Linked DNA regions of Mus musculus: region 1 is linked to region 2. Evidence: chromatin contacts called from public Hi-C data. All regions are on one chromosome and are shown on one strand. The core of a region is the stretch at or near the end of the contact, and the rest is flanking DNA. Distances in the headings are between cores, read along the strand shown.

Evidence for each region. Hi-C and Micro-C count contacts between places; a contact is called where the count stands out from the background.
Region 1: a Hi-C map of the N1E-115 cell line shows a contact between it and region 2, with 2.1 times the contacts expected there. The contact joins two enhancer-like sites. A contact is called at or near these places in 5 of 484 Hi-C or Micro-C datasets (the N1E-115 cell line, cortical neurons, embryonic ectoderm and 2 more) and 1 of 9 other capture datasets (embryonic stem cells).

Annotation. Positions count from the first base shown.
Region 1 is chr5:117,633,686-117,639,136 of GRCm38.p6, forward strand. All of the region lies in intron 5 of Ksr2 (kinase suppressor of ras 2), which reads left to right. Among named protein-coding and RNA genes, the nearest start is that of Gm42013, 150 kb to the left of the region's middle. Within about 2 kb of position 2,811, at least 3 of the 459 cell types and tissues checked have an H3K27ac peak or open chromatin away from gene starts, as enhancers often do. A contact at or near this core is called in the N1E-115 cell line, where this site is marked.
Region 2 is chr5:117,520,599-117,525,558 of GRCm38.p6, forward strand. All of the region lies in intron 3 of Ksr2 (kinase suppressor of ras 2), which reads left to right. Among named protein-coding and RNA genes, the nearest start is that of Gm42013, 39 kb to the left of the region's middle. Within about 2 kb of position 2,608, at least 7 of the 459 cell types and tissues checked have an H3K27ac peak or open chromatin away from gene starts, as enhancers often do. A contact at or near this core is called in the N1E-115 cell line, where this site is marked.

The sequences.
Region 1 (5,451 bases), core at 1,561-4,060, 110 kb after region 2:
CCTGATGCCTGAGTTCAATACCCAGATCTTAAGAGGCAGGGAGAGAACCAGCTCTTCAGAGTTGCCCTCTGACCTCCCCATGGCCACACAGTGGCATCAGCCACTACCCCCCGCCCCCAAATAAATAATTTAAAAGATGGAACTTGCTCACAACTGGGGCATCTGTCTTTCCGCCTGGAGCCCAGAGAGCAGCAAGGAAGAGGGGAGAGAAAGATCGTAAGGGGTTGAACTGGATCGAATGTCGCCGATGTGGTGTCCTTCTGAGTCAGACATGGCTGTCACACTCATGAGCTCACGGCAACCTTGGCTGGCTGCATAAGACCTGTGCAGGATCCTGTGAAGGAGCAGCCTGACTCCATGTTAAGAATGTTGTCATGAGATCAAGATAAATTCGTCTCTCTTTACTGTAGAACTCCGGTTTGATGGGCTTTAATCTGTTACTGGAATTGGACACGCTCCACTGGATTACATAGTCTGGATTTTGTCCTGAGAAGATGAGGTGAAGTTCTGCTGAACAAATCTTGAGGTGTTCAGCGGAGATGTTCAAGTAATCTTGTCTGCTGTCTAGTCCTGTGATTTTTGTCTGACAAACCGGCACGTTACCAAATTCATCTCAAAATCCCCTGTCTGTACCTTTTTCTCCTAAATGAGGAGGCCTGAAAAAAAAATCATCCCCACTGCTCAAATCCCACTTTGGAGAGTCAGTCTTACGCACAGGAGAGCTCTGGGCAGTCTTATGCATGTGAGAGCTGTGCACACTTGATGGCTATTGGAGGAAGGAGAATGGGTTTCCTTCTGTGCTGTGGCCCATGGTAGGTTACCCGTGCTCCAGTGGATGGTACCCTACACTCGGGAACATACAAGCAGCATAGTTTGGACTCAGTAAGTTATGAAAAAGGAGGAGGAGAGGAAGAAGAAGAAGAAAAGAAGGACATGAAGGTGGTGTTGGGAGGAGGTTGTGATGCTGAGGTCCAGGAAGAGTGGGCAGATATGATCTTATCCCGCATTCGTGGATGGGATTACTAAGTCATGTCTGATGCTGGGGAGAGCATATCCTAGGGTGTTGGCTTGGCAGCCTTGCACACAGTACTGTAGTCTTTCTCAAACATGCATAACAAGTTTCTTGAAGGGAGGCTCCAAGGTTCCCAAGGTTTTCCTAGCATCCCACAAGAATGCCTGCTTTTAGAATGCCATGGCGAGTTATACTGCTATCAAGAAGAACTTGGGAATGTGGTACCAAAATATTGTTTTAAAACTTGTTAGAAGGCATCAGCAAGGTACCAAGTTAGAGCTTGAGCTTGAGTAGCTGTCATCCTAGAAAGAACAGAGGTCCTAAGGTGAATTCAGAGCTCAATGTTACTTTTCCTCTGAGGCTGTTACTAATTCCAACATGGCTGCCAGAAGTCTATGCTAGTTCCAAAATGGCCTCCGGGAGTCATTGCTAATTCCAATATGGCAGCCAAGAGTCTAAGAAGCTGAAGAGAACTTCCTGTTGTGTTGCTAGGGGAATAATGGATCCCAAGATTTACAAAGCAGAAGGAGGCCCTTATAAATGCTGCTGTGTGCAGCAGGGACCCGAGGGATTGTATTCTGCACATAAGGCTAAACTAGAAATAAATCATTGTTTATAAAAATAAATCCTAGCATCAGATCTGCCCCAAACCTGACTGGATTAATGTGACCAACCTCCCGGATGCCTGCCAGAAGAGAAAATTAAGTTCTCCCTAGAGAGAGGTGACATCACTAAGCAACTCCAATTGTCTCCTCTAATTTTAGGAATTCAGTAAAAATTTACCAGACATATTAGGAGACAAAAATCATATGACTGAAAACCAGGAAAGGAAAAGAAAAAACCCAAACACCCCCCTCAAAAAAAAAAAAAAAAAAAACAAAAAACAAAAAACAAAAACCCAGACCCTGAGGAGAGCCAGATATTTAATTTACCAAATACAGACTTTTTGACTTTACCATGATTTAATCCAGTTTGAATTCTTATGTCCTGGGATTTGCCAGCATTAGCAGCTATCTCCCAGTGGGCTCAATTTAGTTTTTGTTTTGTTTTTAATAACCAGTGTTTTGAGATAAAATAGATGGCACGTATTTAAAATATATTGTTTGGTGGATAGTTCTGTATGAATGCCACAGCAATGGCCATACAGTCCCCACCCCCAGAGTTCTCATTCTCGCTACCTTGTGTCCCCTTTACCCTTCTGAAACCATGAGCCATCTGGCTTCTGTCTAGAAGTACATAGAAACAAATGAAGTCATTTTTTTCCCTCTGATATCTGGCTTCTGTCACTCTGTCCTGTTGAAATGTGTGCCTTCTTGGTGGGCTCTCATCTTAGTTGTTTACATTTTACTGTGAGACGTTAAATCTCTATGAGCTATGCAAGAGACTTCACAGGAAGATGGAGACTTTGCACAGATATCAGGGACCCATGCAAAACAAGGATGGGCTCTCTAACAATCACAACAGCAATACCGGAAGCTGGTAATAAGACACGGGTTTGATTACAGACTGGATACGGGTGAAAGGATCAGTAAACTGGAAGAGTGGTTAGAAGAAAATATCCACATTGAAGCAGAGAGTGGCAGGTTATGGAAAATGCTGTAGAGTTTCTACAGGATGCTTAGGGGTGGTTTGGGGTTGGCACAGCCTTGTGTTTGAGATTCCAGGGGCAAAATAAAGAGGCAAAGGAAAATCTGAGGAGATAATAACTAAGAATTTCTGAGAGTGGGCTTCAAGAAGTGGGTGAGGGTCTGAGTTGGGATCTCAGGCACCCGTGTAAATGCCAGGTGGTTGTGGCATGGAGTCTGCAATGCCAAGGCATGGGGATGCCTGGATAGGTTGGCTAACTTGACGAGGTGAACCGCTGAGCTCTGGGTTCACGTGAGAGACCCAATACAGTCGATAAGGTGGAGAGCAGTTGAGGAGACATTGGATGCCAACCTCTGCCCTCCACGTGCATATAATACATGCACGTTCACCCACACACTCGTCACACGCGTATGAGGAAATACACAACAAAGACGAATCTTGAACTTCAATGTGAATACAAAGGCAACCACACAGAGGCAGACGATTCTTAGTCAGGCTGGTAGTGCTGCTGGCCTACAAATAATTCCTCAATCAAGTATGGCCCCGGGCCTACTTTCAGTGTTTTTACGTTTGAATGAATGAATGAATGAGGAATGAATGACAAGCAGGAAGAAGAAAAAGATGGCTGAATTGGAAGGGTGTGACACCAGCTGCTCCTGAGGGAGCTGGTGGGCTTGCCCTAGCAGTTAAGGGAGTAAAGAAAACCAGAGAGGACATTGTATTTCATTGGACTGAGATACAATGTTCCTAAAGATTTCATCCAACACCCTGGTGCCAGGAACCTGGGCTGGCAACATTGTTGTTCTGACCGGGCACAGTGGCCCTCTCCAGCTAGTCTTTAATAGTGGGGTGTTCTGGGAGTGGGGGCCTGTACTCTGGGAAGAGGTTTCCTGCTTTAGCCAGGGGCAAGAGCTAATAGGGTATATTCAGGTGAGAATGTTAGCTCTCTGATAGTACCCTGCACACATAGTAAAAGAAAAAAGGACCCTTAACATCCCAAGGCCTTTGAAGTTCTGTATTTCTTATGTATACAGAGAAAGTGACCTAAATTGTTTCACCACAGGAACACAGGAATGAAGGTTTTCTATGGAAAGTGAAGGCTGGAAATTCCTTCGCCTCTTCTCAGTTTTGCTTTAATGTGTGTGTGTGTGTGTGTGTGTGTGTGTGTGTGTGTGTGTGTGTGTGTATGTGTGTGTGTGTGTGTGTGTGTGAGAGAGAGAGAGAGAGAGAGAGAGAGAGAGAGAGAGAGAGAGAGAGAGCAAGCATATACTGGCAGAGGACAACCTTGGTATCTATCTGTCTTCATCTCTCATCTTGTTTGGGACAGGGCCCCATGCTCACTGCTGTAGAGGCAGATGGCCTGTGAACATCCAGGATTCTTCTGTCTCTACCCCTACCCCTTCTGAGCTGAGGACCGAACCCCAGGGTCTTGTGCTTGCTTGGCTAAATCCCCAGCCCCAACTTCGAAAGTCTCCACGGGAATGTTGGAGTTACAGACATTTTTGCTCCTGTATCTGACTTTACATAGGTTCTGAGGATCTGCAGCTAGGTCCTGAAATTTGCCAAGCAAATGTGTTTATCCATTAAAGCATCTCTCTTAGGCCTATTCTCATTTAACTCATTTCCGTCCCTCCCCCTTTCCCTAAATTCATCCATTTACTGAGTCACCATTTTAAAACATTTTAATTAACTGTACTGGGTACTACCTGTTCCTTCTCTTTAAACACTGCCCGTATTACCTGCTGTGTAACAAACTGCAGTCACACTTTGTTAGATGGCAGGGGTATGTTCTGAGACACATGGCATTAAGCAATTGTGTTGTTGCTGGAACATTGTAGAGCGTATGTACCCAAAAGTAAGGTACCTGTGATGTTAGCAAATGCTGTCATTTCATGAGGCCACTGTCATATATCCAATGTTGACCTAAGTGCCATTAAGCAATGTGATTGTGCCTCAAAGTTTAATGGCTTAAAACAGCAAGAAGGGACTGGGGATATAGCTTAGGGTAGAACACTTGCCTAGCATGTGAGGAGTCCTAGATTCAATCCCCAACCCTGACATAAACCAAAAATTAAAACGTGTGAATATTTGTCACCCCAGAAGATCTACGGGTTATGAATTTTAGGGTAGAGTAGCTGGATAGCTTGGATACTGGTCTCTCGTGGAGGTGCCATCTGGATGTGGGCAGGGCTGTGTTCTGATCTGAAAGCTTGGCCATAATGGAAGGGTGCACTTTCAAGATGTCCTCCCATGGCTCAAAATTGGTGTTGGCATGTGACCTCTGTCTCCCTGATCATGAGTCTTGGGAGGGGGCGTGACTTGTGTCCCCTTGGGACATAAAAGCTCTAAGGACAGAGGAACAAGTCTTTGATTCTCCTTATTGACTTAGCTTTCTCCAGCCAGTTCTAGCCCAAGGTGGACAGAGTCAGCAGCTTAGTCAGCCAACTGAAGACAAGCCATGGATATAGGTGGACACTGGGCATAGGAAGGCACATGACACTGGGGACCAGGGACTGTGTATTGAACCCCTCTATCTGAGCTGCTCCCTTCCTAAATGCTGCGACTCTTTAATACATTTCCTCATGTAGCGGTGATCCCAACCATACAATTTATTTTCATTGCTACAGTTACTTTGTAACTGTAATTTTGCTACTGTTATGAACTGTGATGCAAATATCTGTGTTTTCCAGTAGTCTTAGGTGACTCCGGGAAAGGGCCATGGAACCCTCCAAGGGAGTCACAACCCACAGGTTGGGGACTGCTGTTCTGGATGAAGGGATGACAGTGTCTGTGTGTGTAAATAGGAAGGGGACACACCTTCTTGGCTCTGGTGCATACCTTACTAGGGAGGA
Region 2 (4,960 bases), core at 1,358-3,857:
CTTGTAGGGCCCAGAAACAGTTGAGATGGTGGTGGTGGTGGTGGTGGTGGTGGTGGTGGTGGTGGTGGTGGTGTGTGTTTGTGTGTGTGTGTGTGTGTGAGTGATATCCTTCTGAAGAAAGGCTTGGTCTTTTTTGAATGTCTCAGAGCCAATGAATGTGGAAATGATATGAAATGTGCTCATCTTGCGTGACTCTCTTCACGGATGTTTGTCTTGCCCTGATGGTCAGTGGGAGCAGGTTTGTGCCCACAATGGGCTCTTTGCACACGCTGTGTGCACAGACGCTTCTGTGGAGGACCCCAGAACCACACCTTTTCAGGCAGATCTTGCGCTGTCTGTTGTATGAGAAGAGTTAAGCTCAGAGCGATGGATGGCCAAGGCTGCACCCGGGACAGTCATGAAGTCAGTGTCACCTGGAGGAGCTCGCTCTGTGGCTGCGGTAGTCGCCTTCATCTTGAAGGCAGGCATTTTGGCCAAGGTCACCCAACAGGATTTAGTCAGATTTGTCTGAAATCTCTGGAGCTTCAAGAGCACAGGCTGAATTCGAGGGTGGGGGGTTCACATCCCGAGTGAAAGCCATGACCGTTTCAAGGACAGTGTGCTAGCCACATCCAGGAAGTGCTGGCAGATGGTTGGATGTCCTAGGAGGAGGAGGGAACAGGGGCATGTTGGTGGGGAGGAAGGAGAAAGGGTAGGGTAGTGGAACTTTGGAACTTTGGACTTTGGAGTATAAAGGGATGCTCTACTGGGTCAGCCCTGCCCCTGGCTTGCTCTGCAATGCCAGCTGGATGCTGGCCCGTCCTCTGAGAGTCTATTGGGAGTTTTGTCAGTGGGCTGCGTTGTACCAGAGATGTGGGCATCATCTCTGCACACAAAAGCCAGTTAGAGGCTGGTGAGATGGCTCATCAGAGCAAGGTGCTTGTCTGCTGACAAGCTAGACTCTTGAGACCTACATAGAAGAAGAAGAGACCGTCCCTGCAGGTTGTCCTCTGACCTCTACACATGTACACACATGAACACACAAACATAAATAAAACAAACAAAATGTAAAAAAAAAAAACCACATTAACACTTCAGTTGACTCTCTTGCTGGACCGTCATGATACAAACTTGATAGGGGGAAAAGAAACCCTTTGTTGTCGTTGTTGGTGTGTCCTTAAAAACAGAGGTGGGTTCACTGACTCTTGAGGTGAGGGTGACCAAGATGGCCTGGCCTTAGCATGCCGCTCATGCACACATTAAGTGGGAACCAGCACCCATCGAGTACCTGCTGTGTTCCCAGGACTCTGCAGGGTGATTGCTCTGTGGCCTTTGGCCTCTCTGGGTTGGCACTGCCTGGCCTGGAAATACTGTTAAACCAGAGGAGAATCAAGAGGAAAAAAGATCAGATCCACAGTTGCCTATTTAAAGCAAGTTGTATTTTGGGGTGCATCTGGGACTGGTCAGCCTGGTCTTACCTTAAGTGGGGATTTGGGAGAGACGCCTCTGCTGGCTTCTTGAAGTCCTTTTTATAGGAGGGATAAAGCATTCACAGGGGCGGGAGAGTCGGCTTGATACATTGTTACAAAGATACAATGAAAGGGAAGGAACAGGGTAAGGATATTATACATCTTGTCCCCAGTTTAGTGTAGGCTGAAAAACATGTTTTGCACTTTACATCGGATCCAAGAAAAAGGCACTTATTCTTAGTTGCAAATAGAAACTTTAACTCAGAATGACCTACCACAGGACAAGAAGGAACTTGTTAACGGTCCTAAGAGCAAAGAGAACCTTAGCCTGCAAGGTGTGTTGTTCTTGGTTTGGTCTCTCAGTACCACCCTTGGGGTTGTTTTGGGAATGAAATGAGATCAGATACAGGCGAACCGTATCTTGTTGCTACCAAGGCAGCAACTACACGTGCTGTGTAGTGTTCACACCTACATGGTTTTAATCCATCCCCAGTCCTCCCAGAATATTCCTCCAACTCCAGTTTACTTTCCCCAGCTACCTTATTTGTGGATTAAGGGCATTTGAAGATTTATTTATTTTATGTCTATGAATACACTGTCGCTATCTTCAGATGCACCAGAAGAGGGCGCCAGATACCATTACAGATGGTTGTGGGCCACCTTGTGGTTGCTGGGAATTGAATTCAGGACCTCTGGGAGAGTAGTCAGTGCTCTTAACCGCTAAGGCATCTCTCCAGCTCTAAGGACATTTAAAAGAGAGTATTATGTCAATTTGGGGTGTGTGTGTGTGTGTGTGTGTGTGTGTGTGTGTGTGAGAGAGAGAGAGAGAGAGAGAGAGAGAGAGAGAGAGAGAGAGAGAATGCTAGAGAGAGAGAGAGAGAGAGTAAGAAGGGGGAGCGAGGGAGCGAGCACACATACACTTTTGGTCAGAGGACAACTTGAAGAGCTGATCCTCTCCTACCATGAGGAGTCCAAGGATCAAACTCAGCTCTCCAGGTTTGGCTGTAAGCACCATCACCTGCTGAGGGAGCTTTCAAACCGAAGCCTGGTGTTCTTGCTCCCAATTTCTGGATGAGGGACCCACAAAGGAACAGGCTCTGGCTGTCCCTTTCCGATTCTAGTGAGAGACTGGCCAGATGGCACATTTGTCGGCGTGGAACAGGCGAGGCATGAAATCTCTGGAAGTAAAGAGGTTACGCAAGGCTGTTTGGGGGAAAGCATGAGCCGAGAAGTGAGCTCTCAGGAGGCAGTTTAGAAAGAACCCAGGCTTTCTCTGCCGATGTGTTTATTGGTGGAGGGTAAGAGAGAGAAAGGAGCCCCTGCCCGTGTGGGTGGATGTGATCAAGTGCGACAGGAGTGTATGAGATAGGGGTGTCGGAGAGCCACTTGTTCTGAGGTGGGGGCTAGTTTTCAATTCTCCACTCTGCCACTTCTCCAGGAAGCAGGGGCTTGCAGGAAGTCAGATTTGGGAACATGTCACATCTCCTTTCTCTCCTAGTCAAGAAATCTATTTATTTAATTAAATTTCCGATGGGTTTCTGCTCCCCTCCCCCCCCTCTGCCCTGCAGCTAATTTTTGCTTCTGTTTTCTTTCTTTCTCTAGACATCGGTTAGGCCAGAACGCATCAACAGAAGTGACAGCATCAATAATAGGAATAATAGAAATGGTAATGCCCAAACAGTGCCCTGTCTTCTGGAATCTTCTGTTGGTGGCTGGTCACCTTGTCTCTTTAGATGAATCTGTTGCTCACTTTGGGTTAAATTTTGTTCTGCCCGTGGCTGCTTTAAGGGCCAGAGGGGTCTCTCTCTCTCTCTCTCTCTCTCTCTCTCTCTCTCCTCTTTCATCTATGTCTGCAGGAAAATAGAGGAGTCTTTGCTAACAATGAGGCTGTCTGCTTCATGTCTCATGTACTGAATAGTCTAATTCAGGGTCCAGGAAACTATACCAAATCTGGCCCACCATTTGCATCTTAAATAAAGTTTTATTTAAACATAGCCACACCCACTTATTTACATATTGTTTACCTCTGCTTTCTGCTGTAATGGCAAGACTCAGTGGTTACAACAAATATATTCTATCCTGCCCTTTACAGAAAAGATTTTCAGAGTTCCCCAGCCCTTGACTGGTTATTTCTGTGGTTTCCTGACTGATTCTGACACGAGTGTTTGTGAACAAGTGGATTCAAGTTGCTTTTGTGGTTGTGGATCATTCATTGTACCAAGCCAGTGTTAGATCCAAGGGACTTAGGGAATGATTCTTATCTTTGGGGACAATTGTGACACAGTAAGGTACAGAGCAAGAGTCAGCTGCAGAGGTGACTGGACAGATGAAACAGGAAAATTTGGGGGGCTGAGGAAGTATGGGGAATTGTGGAGCAGAGGACATTGAAGATGGATATAAAGACAATGGTACCTGATGGTTGTGGAATCCTGACCTCCTGGGTACAGGAGAAGCTGTCAGTGGGCTGTGGGGATGAGGCAAAGTGAGACCCGAAGAGATGGGAATGGGACAAACCTGGACAAGGGCTTGGGGGAGGAAAAGAGAGGGTGAGGTTAGTCAGAAAGGGGAGAGATGGGGTCGGGGGTGGGGTTCTAAGGAAGACAATGACAACTTCTGTGTCTTCATTTTCAATGGTGACTGATTCCAAGCGGGAGCAGAGTGTGGTTGACTTGGTTCATCAGTCCTGAGGGGAAGCCAAGGTTACCCTGTTTGCAGGTGGTGTTAGAGCAGGCTATGTCCCTCAGGACCTAGTTCAGTGGTTCTCAACCTTCTTAGCACTGTGACCCTTTAACACAGTTCTGCATGCGGTGGTGACCCACAGCCATAAAATTCTTTCACTGCTACTTCATAACTGCAATTTTGCTACTGTTATGAATCGTAATATAAATATCTGATATGCAGGATATCTGATATGTGACCCCTGTGAAAGGTTATCCAACCTCCAAAGGGGTCGTAACCTATAGAGGTTGAGAACCGCTGACCCAGAGACTGACTTTGTACTTTTAGAAGTGACCACGGAAATGTCAGCTCTCCCGGGCATAGTTTCTGTTTTACAGAGGTATGCCAAGGACATTTGGGTAGAAAGACAGAGAGGGAATCTGGTGTTTTCCACAAGGACTTGACAAGTTCCGCAGGGGACAGGCAGGGGCTTTGGATTCTGGGTGTTCTTTGGAAACTTGTGGTCAGAGCTGGAGAAGTAGGAAGCAGGGTGTGCCGTCCAAGAGTTTGGGGTGAGGCTTGCTCAGTGCTGTTCTGGGCCGGGCCCTGCACACTGTCCACACTCCTGGGATTGAGATGGCGGTGGTCAGAGCCCCTGATTGTCTGGTTCTCACTGGTACTCTCTAAAGTGTGGATAACATGCTTGAGCTGTGACCACAGAGCAGAGGCAGAGGGTCACACTTAAGTCTAACATAGGAGGTACTAAAGATCATCATGGACATTGGTCAACTGAGCTTTGAAAGTTGTTTTGTTACCAGCTGGGTCATCCTGGGGAGAGTTACTTAGCCTCTCTG